2 separate regions of the Mus musculus genome follow, and region 1 is linked to region 2. A link is a contact called in public promoter capture Hi-C data. All regions are on one chromosome and are shown on one strand. The core of a region is the stretch at or near the end of the contact, and the rest is flanking DNA. Distances in the headings are between cores, read along the strand shown. Region 1 has its middle 13 kb from the start of Gm46168. Region 2 overlaps Mpzl1 (myelin protein zero-like 1).

Region 1 (6,546 bases), core at 202-2,701, 120 kb after region 2:
AGGTGCATCTCTTGTTTAGAAACAGCTCTTTCCACTTCACAATTACACCCATTGACAGTGTGGTATTTCTGAACAATTTTATCAACTCTGCCATGATCATCAAAAGTTACAAAAGCAAATCCTCTTTTTTTCCCCACTCTTTGACTTCTATGATGTAGATGGCTTCTGCCATACTTTTCAAAGTAGTCTCTTAGATTATACTCTTCTGTATTTTCCTTTATACTACCAACATTTTCTTTCACTGTTCAACAAGTACCATGGCTTTTGGCCTCTCTAGAAATGGCGCCTCGGTTCCACCCCAGTCATCAGCTTTGGGAGGGGGGTGGGGGGAACACTCACCGCAGCATCAAGAGATAAGGTCAGGAGCCTTAAGCCTCTGGAACGTCTTGTTGGGGATTCCTCATTATCACACAGTCTCTAATAGTGCCCCGTTTCTCAAAATGTTCTCTTAAGTTATTTGTGGTTCCGAAGCTCAGACCACCAAAAAACAGCTTTCTCAGCTGCTCTGGTTCCTTTGGATCATGGCCTCCATTTTGAGTCCAGACGTGCCTCTTCCAACGCGAATTCCCCTGTTGGTTTTCTTTGGTCCAGTAAAATCCGTGCAGTAGAACACAACCCACTCACTTGCTTAACGGTGGTTGAGTTCACTGGCCCTCTGTGTTCTGAGTCCCTGGCAGGTATGACGTGCTGTGACCCGATGCTTCGGATGGATACTTGTGTGGGCCCACCACAGCATCATGGGATGACACTTCCATTTTAAAGGTTTATTTATTTTTATTTTATGTTTATGAGTGGTTTGACTACCTATGTATGGATACCTTACGCATGTAGTGCTTGCAGAAACCAGACGAGGTTATCAGATCCTCTGGAACCCTCCATGTGGATACTGGGAATCAAACTTGAGTCTCGGCCAGAGCAAAAAGTGCTTTTAACTGCTGAGCCATCCGTACAGCTCCAATACTTCCGTTTTAAGCCAAGAAATATTCTAGGTCGTTTATCTTTTATTCTAGTTTAGATCCTGAAACTGATGTTTTGACAATACTGGTTCTGTCTCTGCACAGACGTCCTTGTTTGGGGAGGCTCCAGCTACAGTCTGGACTGGAGTGTCGAAACATGCCTCACTGCGGAAACCTGCGACTCTGAGACAGCAAACTTCTCCCATCCATGAGTTCACAGATCATTTGCAAGACTGTTGCAAGCTATAGAAACAGCGCCCTCTTGTGACCAGAGCATGCCACACAGTCTCCAGAGAAAGACGCTTCAGTCTTAGAACTGTGGCGATCTCTGCCCCCACAACTCACTCTCATTTTTCTTCCCTTCTCTCTTCCTGTATTTATTTTGAGGCAAGGTCTTGCTGTATAAATATAGAACTCACAAAATAACTCAGGCCGATCTCAGATTCAAACTCATTATCCTCTTGCCTCAGCCTCCAAAGAGCCAGGATCATAGGTTTGCCCCAAGTCTGGCATCCCTCTGTTTCAACAGTGTTCAAAGTAAGACTGGTGACGTAATTCCGAAGCAAGGTTCATTAAAGCATCCGAGAGAGCAGTCAGTCAATCCCAGGGAGGCTACTGTCTCCCTGTTTCCAAAGTAGAGTCTAGACCTGCTTAAAATGTTTAAATGAGCGAGCCACACATTCTCAGGAAATCCATCAAACAAAGATTTATTTCTCTTGACTGGGCTTTTGATAAACGTGACAGAATGCAAACATGCAATCTCTTGATAAAGGCCCTGCTGCTGACAAACAGTAAGATTGCTGTCCTTTAAATAAATGAGAAGGACGAAGGGACAAAACAGCTCAGAAGGTTTAAAAAAAAAAAAAAGGTCCTTGCTGTCGGAGCCTGAAGACCTGGGTTGAGGACCCAGTTTCAACACCTGGTGATCCCATGTTAAACGTTAGAGACAGAAGCCCTCATCTGTAACCCCAACGTTCCGTTTGAGAGATGAGAGCTGGTGACAGAGCTGGCTGGAAGCTCTTAGGCCAGCTAGCTAGGAGTACTCAGCTTCACTCCATCAGAGAACATAAGACAGAGCCTGCATCGATAAGGTGGAAGGAGAGAGCTGTCTCCCCAAAGCTCTCCTCTCGCCGGTCGCGTGCGCTGGCATTTGAGAAAATTATTTACCTAGATGCATGACTCACAGTGCCAACTTCAGAAGAAGAAAACTCAACAGAAGGAGAAAACTAGGCCCAAATCTCCTGTTGGTGCTACTGGAATCTTTTGATACCTCATCTCACAATGTAGCCCAGGCTCGCCTCGAACTTGATAGCCTCCTGCTTAGCCTCTCAGAGAGCTGTAGCTACAGATGCTCCCAGCACGCCTGGCTTCCAAGTCCCTTTGAGAAAAAGAGTCAGTGAATCCTGTAGCTCGTGAAAGAAAGGGAGACATCAAAGGGATTCTCAAACAGCAGTGTTCTGGGACAGCCTTTATTTATTATAGATGCAGCCTCACCCACAGATCTGACGCCATTAATCTGGGCCTGAGGAATCCACCCCCTCCAGAAGGAAGCTGAATTTTCAATAACTGCTCAGGGAATAGTTTAGAAAGGGGATGTTGCCACAGCAAGTCTGTGATGATTTGAGCAGGGTAGAGAAGTGAGATCAGATGCCATTGCTCACAAGGACAAACATCTCCGAGCAAAACGCCTTGATATATGTTTATTTTAAGCTGTGGTTTCTTTCTTTTTAAAAATAGACTATCTTTTATTTATTCTTTGACAATATCATACATGTAAACAATGTATCTTGGTTGTATACATTCTCCCCCCTTCCTTCTCACTACCCCTAGGCATCAGGCACCCCAGCACACCCCCTCCCTACTTCAAGTCCTTTTTAAAAAACTATTGTCTGTAAGAACCAATGTGATTTTAGAGCAAATTGAAGCCACCAGATCCGTTAGGAGTTTATGTGGCCTTGTGTGGTTTGGAAAGCATCGATTGCCTAAGACAAAGGTTCCTCCTTCCTTTTTTGTTACCATATGTGCTGTGCTGTTCAATCTACAAAGAGAGTAGCCTTCGTTTGGGCTACTGCTTAAGATTAGACTCTCTTTGATTAGACCATTCTCTTGTAGACAAGACTTGTTTCAGATTGGACTAGCATCTGATTAGGACAGGAGAGATCAAAACTCTTGTGAGTGAAATGGACCCACTCTTGGAAAATGACCCCAGGAGTTCATTGTTCTTTATTATGCAGCACCTGTTTTTATGTTATGTGTATGAGGGCTCCCCTACATGTGTGTATGTGCACTACATACATACTATGTGCATACCTGGTAACCTCAGTTCAGAAGAGAGCTTCGGAGTCCCTAGAACTGGAGGTAAAATTGGTGTGGTCACCACGCAGATGCTGGAAACTGAACCCAGGTCCTCTGCAAGAGCAGCAAATGCTCTTAACCACCGAGGCACCTCGGAAGGTCTTCCCATGGAGCTTTCTGTTTTCACGGTGCTTCCATATTGATGCCCGTAGCAGGAGGTGATTTTTGTTGTTGTATGATGTTCCTCTCGGTGAAAATGTCCCTCTTGCTGAGGAAAGTTGAGCAGGTTCTACTCGGTCATATTCTGTTTTTTTTTTCTACTACAAAGGCTGAGCAAAGCCCTCTCTAGAATGCTATTCGAATTATGAGGACAACTAGGTCTAAGTATAGAAGATAATTGCAAATTGTTTTCCTCAGTGGCCAAGCCCATTTACATTCTCACAATGATGCAGGATACAAGGTTGGCATTTGGTCTAGTCAGACTGTCATCTTTCCCTCCTGCTGGGCCCAAAGCCCCTGCTCTTATTTCTGTAATTCAGGGTATTGGCTTGGTGTCTTTCCACAGTAGCCTCACTCTGAATTTTAAGGTGAAACAAAACAAGAAACAAAACATCTCAAGTGACTAAGAACCAACCTTCAGTGGGCACAACTTTGATCTGTAAACTGTCCTGGTCAAAGGATCAAAGGCTGAAGAAGAGAGAATAAATCCTGGTGCAGACAAAGTTCCTCAAAGGATGTTAAATTTACAAGCCGTGAAGTGTGGACTAGAAAACCAGGTGCTTTAGCTAAGGACTGTTGGTATGGGAAACCCAGGCTCATCAAGGATGAAAACCAACCCCAGCCATCAGGGAATTTTTGTAAACAGATACCTCCCAGGCCTAGTGGGATGATCACACACTTACAACAGGCTGTGTTGCAAAGGGGAACAAGTGTCTTTGACCAAGAGTGCCCCTCTTGCTATGACCAAGAGTGTCCCCTTGCTAATCTGTTCCATGAACTGTTCCTGAGAATCTATAACTTGTTCTCCTAGAGATCTTGATCTTTCTAGTGTATGCTAAAACACCATTTACAAAAGTAACTTGTGAAAGAAAAAGGTTACTTTTATTTGGCTTATAGGTTACAGCCAGTCATCAAGAGAAACCATGGCAGGAACTCAAGGCAAGAGTTTAACCAGAAACGACTTGTTTGCTCCCCGACTCCAGGGCAGCTACCTGTCTTATGCAACCCAGGACCACCTACCCAAGACTACCATCACCCAGAGTGGGCCAGGCCCTTCTCCATCAATTAGCAATCAAGAAAATGTCCCTTGAGCTGTGCCCACACTTCATTCTGATGGAGGCAATTTCTCAGTTGAGGTCCCCTCTTCCCACATGTCTCTAGTTTGTATCAAGTTGACAAAAAACTAACCAGCTCACCACCAAACACACAAATTAAGCAAACAGCAGGGATTAAGAAACAACTTTCAAAAACTGTATCTATCAGTGGACTCAACTCTCATAGCCAAAGACAGAGACTTACTATTGGGTCAAAACAAAATCAAAATAAAAAACAAACCCAGGATGCCTGTATCCGAGAAACACACCTCAGCACTAAAAACAAGTAACTCCTCAGGGTACTCTAGGCTTCATACGATCTTAATACTAGAGGGGACACTTTTACTGCTGATCCTGCCTGCCAAATGCCAATGGAGACAAAAATGCCCAAGGCCAGCTCTTGAAGACCCTCTCCTTGCCCACTTATGATCTCTGTCCAGGAGTAAATAGCATGCCAGTTTGCTCACTGGTAACAGTAAGATCTACCTCAAGGGTGTGTACAAGGATTGTAATCAATAATTTCATTGATTCAGTAAATATATTGGATAAATTGATGTTTATTGATTCAATCAATAAATTGAAGGTGGAGTAGATTGTATAATGGTAACTATTAGGGTTCACTAGAGGAACAGAATTTATAGAATGAATATATACATTTGTATGTATATATATGTGTGTATATGTATATATATATGTGTATATATATATACATATATATATATATATGAAATTTGTTAGAGTGGATTACAAGCTGTGGTCCTGCTAGTCCAACAATGACTGTCTATCAGTGGAAGTTCCAAGAGTCCAGTTCAGTCCATGAGCCCGGTGTCTCAGCTGGTCTCCAGTATACACCAGAATCCTGAAGAAGTCAGTTCTAATACCAGTGAAGGCGTGGCCTCTTGTTATTGAAAATGAGAGCAAGCAGGAACTCAAGAAGCCAGTCCCAGAGGGTGAGTGGCTCTCCTCTCCATACTCTAAATGCATGAAATGCATGAACAGAGAAGCCTGGGACATTACCAGCTGCTGGGCAAAGGGAGAGAGGCCTTAGGGAGCCTGCCACCAGCTGTGTGGAAGGAACTCACACTATTTCCACTTGTATTTCACTGGCTAGAGGTAGGCACATTGGCTCTACTAACTACAAGGTAGGAATTGCTGTTCTTCTTCATGTCCTAAAATAGAGTCGACCAGAGCATGGGCAGCCTAGTGCCTGCCACAGGGATCATCCACAACGCTTGCACCAGACGTCCCTGCACCAGCTAGGTGGAAGGAATTCACATTATTTCCATGCATAGCTTATAGGCTGGAGATCTGCAATGTCCTCTACTCCTTTGTATACATGAAATAATAAGACATAGTCAACTACTATGCTGGGAGCTAGTTCTATTATCATGTACCGAGTGTATGCTGATTGGTATCTAATGCTACTGAGAGTGTCTTTTTGCAGTTTTTATAAGCCTAAAATAAGGACTTTAAAAGTATATCCAGAATGGTGACTCATGCCTTTAATCCTAGCACTCAGGAGGCAGAGGCAGGCCTATCTTTGTGAGTGTTTGAATCAGCCCAGTCTACAAAGTGAGTTCCAGGACAGCCAAAGTTGTGCCAAAGAGAATCTCTGTCTTGACTGCTCTCTGTACGCCTCCCACAACGCCACTCCTCTCCAAAGTATGCCCAAAGCCTATAGTAAAAGAAATATATTTCCTTTACCAAAACTCAGAAAGCCACTTTGACATAGAAAAATAGCTCAAGGGCCTGACGGGCCAGGATAATAAAAGACATGGAGCTGAGTTATCAAAAATGTTTATACTTTAGTCCGTCTGAGAAACTTTCTAGACCAGGAATCCAAATATTCAATTTCAAATAAGCTGCGGTGGTAGGGCACAGTGTGACTACCCTAAAACCTGGACCAAAACCTGTGGAACTTTGGATAAGCTGTGTTTCTGGCCAGGAATGGCAACAACGTGTTTGGTGCGTTCATTGTAGCA
Region 2 (6,573 bases), core at 1,931-4,430:
GCAATTGTTGTTTCTGACCTTCCACATTGAGCGGGAATGGCGCCTTTGTTAAGAATGTTCTCCTGTGTGAACAAAGAGACGCTAGAAAGCAGGTGTCCCTCTAAGGTTACATTCCATGCAGCCCAAGCAAGGGGTGGGTTCGTTGGTTTCTTAAACAATTAGGAATGGCTTCCTTTGTCCTGCCTGCCCCCCCCCACCCCCACCCTTTTAATTATTATAGTGGAAGTTCACAGTTAAATGATTGTGGATCCAGACAGCTCGTCTTCAGAGTCATAAAAGGGAGTTCTCAGGGTCTAATTACAATGTCTACACATGCAAACATGAAGAGCACCAAGACATGGAAAGAACTGTGCTAAGCTACATTCCAAATCACGAAAAGCTGAGATCCCAATGTAAAAAAAAAATAACAAATAGATTCTTTTCAGACCTAGAATTTATAATTATGGGATCATGGCAAAAAAGTGGCTATTATCTTAGATGTCCACCAACTGATGAATGGGTAATGTAGTGAAACTATACACAATGGACTTTATTCCACTATAAAGAGCCTGAAATTATGTGTAAGAAATGGGTAGAACTGGAAAACACATGAAGTGAGGTAACCCAAGCTCAGAAAGTCAAACCACAGATTGTTTCTTATATGCAGATCCTCCTATCTTTTGATATTTTTTTAAAGTTCATTTAAGTTAAGTGTATACAGAACCATGGAGACTTAAAAGGGCTTGTGAGGGGAAAAAGAGATTCTTTAATTTGGGAGGGGAAGGAGTCGGACAGATATGCTATAAAAACAGAAGTGGGGGAGGAGAGAGATGGGAGAGGAGAGGATGGTGGGGAAGGTCAACCAAAAATAATGCTGTATTTTAAAAATGTGGAAATCTGATACTTCTCAAGAAAATGCGGAAATAAAAGTTGAAGCTAGATAGCTCAGAGTCAAAGTGCTTGTTGCACAAGCCTGATAACCTAGTTCCATACCCAGAGTACCAAGTTGGCTTGGCCATGTAAGGAACAGTATAACTTGGTTTCCTGCCCCTGGAACAGGCCAGCAGTGTGTGGGCCTCCACGGGTGTCAGTGGTGGCTGTGGGCATATGGCTTGTTTGTATAATGGTGTACATATTTTCATGTTCCTCCTTCAAGGAAGGTCCTCTCTGCCAAGCTTGATGACTCCATGATAATCAGAGACAGCATGAGTCCAGGAGGCGAGGGTGTGTCTATGTCTCAGCTAAATGGTAGAACACTGTGACCTTCAGGATAGCCCTCAAGGCTGTGGGAAAGAACAACGAATCCATGAGTTCAAAAATATATAATTTCTCAACTATGCAACATATAAGGATGCAATACAAATTATATAATGAGCTTCACAGACCTAAAGGCAACTGAACTCTGAGCTAGCTTGTCAGATACTAAGGAAGGAAAGAAATAGATTTAGGGAGTGGTGATCACACGGCAAGGTCCCATCCAGCAAAGTTTTTTTGTTTATACTTACAAAGGCCGGTAGATTCCTGAGATCAAGATCAGCCTGGGACAGAGGGAATTTAGGTCCAGGCCCAGGCATGGTAGGAATGATAATTTCAGAGTTGGGTCTCACCCAGCTATCTTATTGTCTGTGCTTGTGCTTGCTGACTCTGTCTAAGAATCAAAGGGCTGGAGTCACAGGATGCTGATTCATCGGAACCTGGGGAATGACTGAATTGATACATAAATTAAAAACTGGGCTTTTGATCTGAGCTATCGTAAGAGTTTTTAGAATAGCAAGAGAAAGCTGTCTCGAGCAGAGTAGAACACAGCGAGCAATCTGGAAAGCTGTCTCTAGCGGAACACAAGTCGTCAGCTTAGAACTGTTTCGCGGCTCCCAGACACCCTTTCTCTTAGGAACCCCAAGCCAAGCTGAGGCTGGTCCTTGGCACAAAGCCCATAACAGACAGAGAGGACAGATCCCTGACAGTTGTCCTCTGACCTCCGCATGCAGGCCACAGCATACACAGTATCTCACTCCAACTTCCATGCTGTGTGCATGCACACACACATAACTGAAATGGAAGTTAACAACATAAGAGTAAAAACAAAGTTGAGGGAAGCTGCAATGTGTTAGTTAGTTCACTGTGAACTTGGCACCTATTACAGTCATCTAAGAAGGGACCTCAGGTGAGGCAATGCCTTCGTCAAGTTGGCCGATAGGCAAGCCTGTGGGACATTTTATTGATTAATGATCAATGTGGGAGGGACCAACCCACTGTAGGCAGATGGTCCTGGAAGGCAAAAGAGAGGTAGCTGAGTGGGAGCCTGGAAAGCAAGGCAGTGGTGATCAGACTTCCTCTACGGCTTCTGCGTCCGTTCTTGCTTTGAGCCCCTAATCAGGCTTCCCTTCATGGTGAACTGTTTTGGTCATAGTATTTATTATAGCAAAAGGAAAAAAGATGGAGGAGGAGGAGGAAGAGAAGGAAGAGTCGGAAGAAGAGGAGGAGGAGGAAGAGGAAAGAAGGAAAGAAAGAAAACTAAGCCACAATGTATTAACTCTGAGCCTTAAAACACTTTAAAATGACTTTTCCTGTTGACATCAGGGGAAAGATTATGGCCTACATATAAAACAAAAATTTAATGAATAAAAAGACAAAATGCTTATCAAGTGTTTCCAAACTCCATGAACTTACGTCCAAGGCTTACATAAACAAACGTCTGTGTAAACCCTGACACAGTAACAGCATCGGCACATTTCCCCCTTTGTTTAACAAGCAGCAGAAAACTTTGCTGAGTTATGCTGGGGCTCAAAGGTCAAGAAAACAAATAAACAACCCAGAAAGAACTCTTCAGTTACTGAGCCCTAGAGACTAGGGCTTCTAAAACGCACTGCCTTGCCAATTTATCTTTGAGCAGTGACTTTGCCGTTTATAAAGAGCATGGAGACTGCCTCAGATGGAAAGACACCTAGAGAATCCCTGACCGGCAAACACAACGCAGCAAGGTCATTTCTACAAGAAGCAAACAATACCCACACTTGATGTGCTTATGGTTTAGATGGAAAGCCAGGACATTTTAGTAAAGATCAAAAGGAAAATACAGAGTATGAAAACAACAAAGAAATGAAGCTTTGTTTCTTGGGTCTGGCAGCTGCTCAGGCAGACTCTGACCCGGCCATCTATCTAGCTGAGTCCCCAGCACGAGTGCCACACCACCCAGCCTGAAGAAAGCAAATTGAGACCCGGTTAGACAAACATGGCTCGTCCAGGAGGTCATTTCCTGACATGGCCTGTTCCAATACTCTGAATTACGAACGTAACAGGAAGTGAGTGAGGCGGCCCAGTGACCTTATTACTCCAAATAAACTCAAACTTGTAAAACCACTGGAAATATACTGGATAGCATAGTTGTGAGTAAACAAAACACCCCCACAGCCCAGGCAGACAACGATCCTGAAACAGCTTTTGGTTGAGACCATCCTCGTTCTGTTACTGTTACAAAGGATCCTGTTAAGGTTTTCCCTGTCATTGAAAGAAGGCGGTTGCTTTAATCCGCAGCCTCCCACCCCCACCCCCAGCCCCACCCCCACCCCGGCAAGCACTTTGAAGTTGCCAGTATGGCCTCTCATGAAAGCGTATAAATCCATCTATTTAGGAACTGCTCTCTGGCCTATGCTTCATTGATTTTGTTGGAACATGGTGATGGGCTAATACTATCTGCTAAGACAAGCCCTCATGTGACCTTTTAAAAGAAAAAAACAAAACACTAAACACAAGGTCATTCAGGAGGAGTTTACCGCTGGGCCACCACGGTGGAAGGGACAGGTGCCTGGGCTCTTACTCTCTATTTACCCCATGAGCTGTGTTCTTTCTCTGCCTCCCCCCCCCCCCCCCAAACATTTTATGTTTCAGGATAAAAACTGAGGGAGAGCCACGTGGTGGTGGAATGCTTTAATCTCAGCACTCCAGAGACTAATGCATGTGGATCTCTGAGTTCGAGGCCAGCCTGGTCTACAGCGTGGTTTCCAGGATACCCAGAGCTACACGGAGAAACCCTGTCTCAAAAACCAAACAACAAACAAAGTGAGGGAAAGACATTAGTAAGAAGGGGAAAAACATCTTTTTTCAGTCCCAGAATGTTCCAGGCAAAACATTCAGTAGTACCCACTGTGCCTGAACAATCTGACTGGCTAAGCAGAGCTTGGTCACGTGTGTCAGCAGCGACTGCGCAGGTGCAGAGCTGCTTGGCAGCGGTTGGTGGCCAGAGGCCACTGAGAGCTCAAATGGGCTCCTTTCTTCCATGCGTCAGGGTTGCTATTTTGGAACCCTCTTAGCTGAATGACACAAAGTCAGGGACGGCTACAGAAATATACTCCATTCAGTGAGCCTGAAATCCTCATCAAGTGAACTTTCCACTCGCCGGGAACACACTCCTTCCTCTGCACGCTGTCTGAGCCTCTGCTTCAGGCTTCAATCTCAAAATGACTTCCTTCCCCCACACTTGGTGATCCCATGACATCCTGTCCTTCCCTGGGCACTTCTCCCATTGTGCTCTGTGGAAAGGACAGCTGTCTATAGCCATCAGAGGGCAGAGGACGGGTTCTATGTTCACTATTACACTCTTGACCTGACAGTCGCGTGGTCCCTTCTCAATGTGTTCAGGTGTTGTTTGATGCTGGGGGTGGGGGTGGGGGGCACAAAATGAGAGAACTAAGGAAAGAAAGAACAAAATATACAACGTTCTGAGTGCTTCACAATAAAGGTTTCAAGATTTGAGTTGGAGAGATGGCTCAGCGTAGCACTTAAGAACCGTGGCTGCTCTTGCAGAGGACCTAAGTTCAATTCCCAGCAACCACATGGTGGCTCACAACCATCTATAACAGGATCCGATGCCCTTTTCTAATATGTCAGCTACAGCATACTCATATAATAAACAAACAAACAAGTCTTTAAAAAAGAAAACCAAAATCATTTTTTTTTTAATTCAAGATTTGCAGGGGTGGTGGCGCACACCTTTAACTCCAGCACCCAGGAGGCAGAGGCAGGTGGGTCTCGAAGTTTGAGGCCAGCCTGGTCTACAGAGTGAGTGAGTTCCAGGACAGCCAAGGTTAGAGAGAGAAATACTGTCTTGAAAAGCCAAACAAACAAAAAAATCCAAGTTTTAAAACACCATCATGGTGGGGCGGGGGTGGAGGGTGTCTATAGAGATTACTCGGGACAATATCTGTTGGCTGGAACTGTCTTGAAGGCAGCATCTACAGGTCTCCTCCAAAGGGAATTTATCTATCGGAATCTCAATGTAAGGGAAACATCCATGTACTTGTGGGAACAGGCAGGATTCTCCAGTCTCAGGGCCAATCCCTACCATTCACACCCATGTCCAGCTGGCCACGTCCCTAGCCTTAACTTTTTTTCTGGACCAACAAAGATTTTTCTGTTGCTGAAATGAGAAATATTCACAAGGTCCTAAATCAGGCCAGTCACTGCACTGACTATAAGTCACTTGACTATAAGGCCTGGAATGGCTTCTCTGTCTCTCTCTGTGTGCACTGTTCATCTCTTTCCTGTGACTGAGTGCTTTTTTCCAATCAAGCATTCATTCTTACAAGTCTATGCAGGAAGCGACAGCCTTGTGCAGACAGACAAACATGCACAGTCCATCAGGGAAGGCCCATTCCCTGCATCTGGACTCCCAGGGAGTCATGTGAGGATGTCCCACAGTGAGCCTTCACTAAAGACCAAGAACTCAATGCAATCACGCAGGCAATGCACAAGCCATTCCTGCCCTCCGCTTGCCCTGTAGGACCAGCAGGTAGGATCCAAGCATGTCCTCAGATTTTGGCAAAAAGAAGAAAATATAGTCCTTTGGGTAAATCTGATCATTTTCCTGCCAAAAGGTTATAACTTAACACCCCGTGTTGAAAGCCCTGAGGGCACTAACCACTGCAGAGCTCACCATTCAATATTTCGTCTTTCTCAAGTGCAGAAATGTATACAAAATTTCTCTTTTAGCAAAAGATCACTGTGTCTTAAAACTGTGTGAACTCTCAAATCTTAGAAGATTCACAGTGCATCAGAAACCGTGGGAAACAAATGTAGCCAGTACCATAAGACATCATTGTAATGAGGACTGGAAAAGAGTCTGCGCTCAAGGTCAATGGCAAGAAGGACATTCCTCAAAAAGCGTAAAGTAAAATAAATAAATAAGTAAATACAAGTTAGTGGTGCTCATTTAAACTACTGAAAAACTCTCAACTACTGTGTATGTGTTCACAAGGGTGGACCACTCGACACACTAGAAGTAAACACTATTGTGAACTCTAGAGTCTCTGGGTGACAATGGTGTTGCGGTACAGGTTCAACTGGCTCAACAGCCTTCTCCAAGGCATCACTCTGGTGGAGGATGATGCTGGTAACACAGGAGACTATGTACAGACGTGGGTGTGGATGGGGGAGGGTCTGAAATAGCTGCATCTTCCTCTTAATTTTGCTTCATAACCCAAACAACTCTAAAGACCAAAGTCCTTTTAGAAAGCCTTGGGGCCAGAGAGACCACTAGTGGTTAGGAGAGTTTGTACTCCTCCAGAGTACCTGAAGTTGGTTCCAAGTACCCAAGTT

What was found. Capture Hi-C pulls out chosen DNA fragments and counts their contacts.
Region 1: a promoter capture Hi-C map of adipose tissue shows a contact between it and region 2. The contact joins two enhancer-like sites. A contact is called at or near these places in 1 of 484 Hi-C or Micro-C datasets (brain), 4 of 115 datasets of contacts at active chromatin or transcription factors (the 230-238 cell line, bone marrow-derived dendritic cells, differentiating embryonic stem cells and 1 more) and 4 of 9 other capture datasets (adipose tissue, embryonic stem cells, liver and 1 more).

Annotation. Positions count from the first base shown.
Region 1 is chr1:165,735,135-165,741,680 of GRCm38.p6, forward strand. No RefSeq gene overlaps it. Among named protein-coding and RNA genes, the nearest start is that of Gm46168, 13 kb to the right of the region's middle. Within about 2 kb of position 1,452, at least 43 of the 459 cell types and tissues checked have an H3K27ac peak or open chromatin away from gene starts, as enhancers often do. A contact at or near this core is called in adipose tissue, where this site is marked.
Region 2 is chr1:165,614,086-165,620,658 of GRCm38.p6, forward strand. The region is part of intron 1 of Mpzl1 (myelin protein zero-like 1); the gene reads right to left. Among named protein-coding and RNA genes, the nearest start is that of Mpzl1, 17 kb to the right of the region's middle. Within about 2 kb of position 3,181, at least 114 of the 459 cell types and tissues checked have an H3K27ac peak or open chromatin away from gene starts, as enhancers often do. A contact at or near this core is called in adipose tissue, where this site is marked.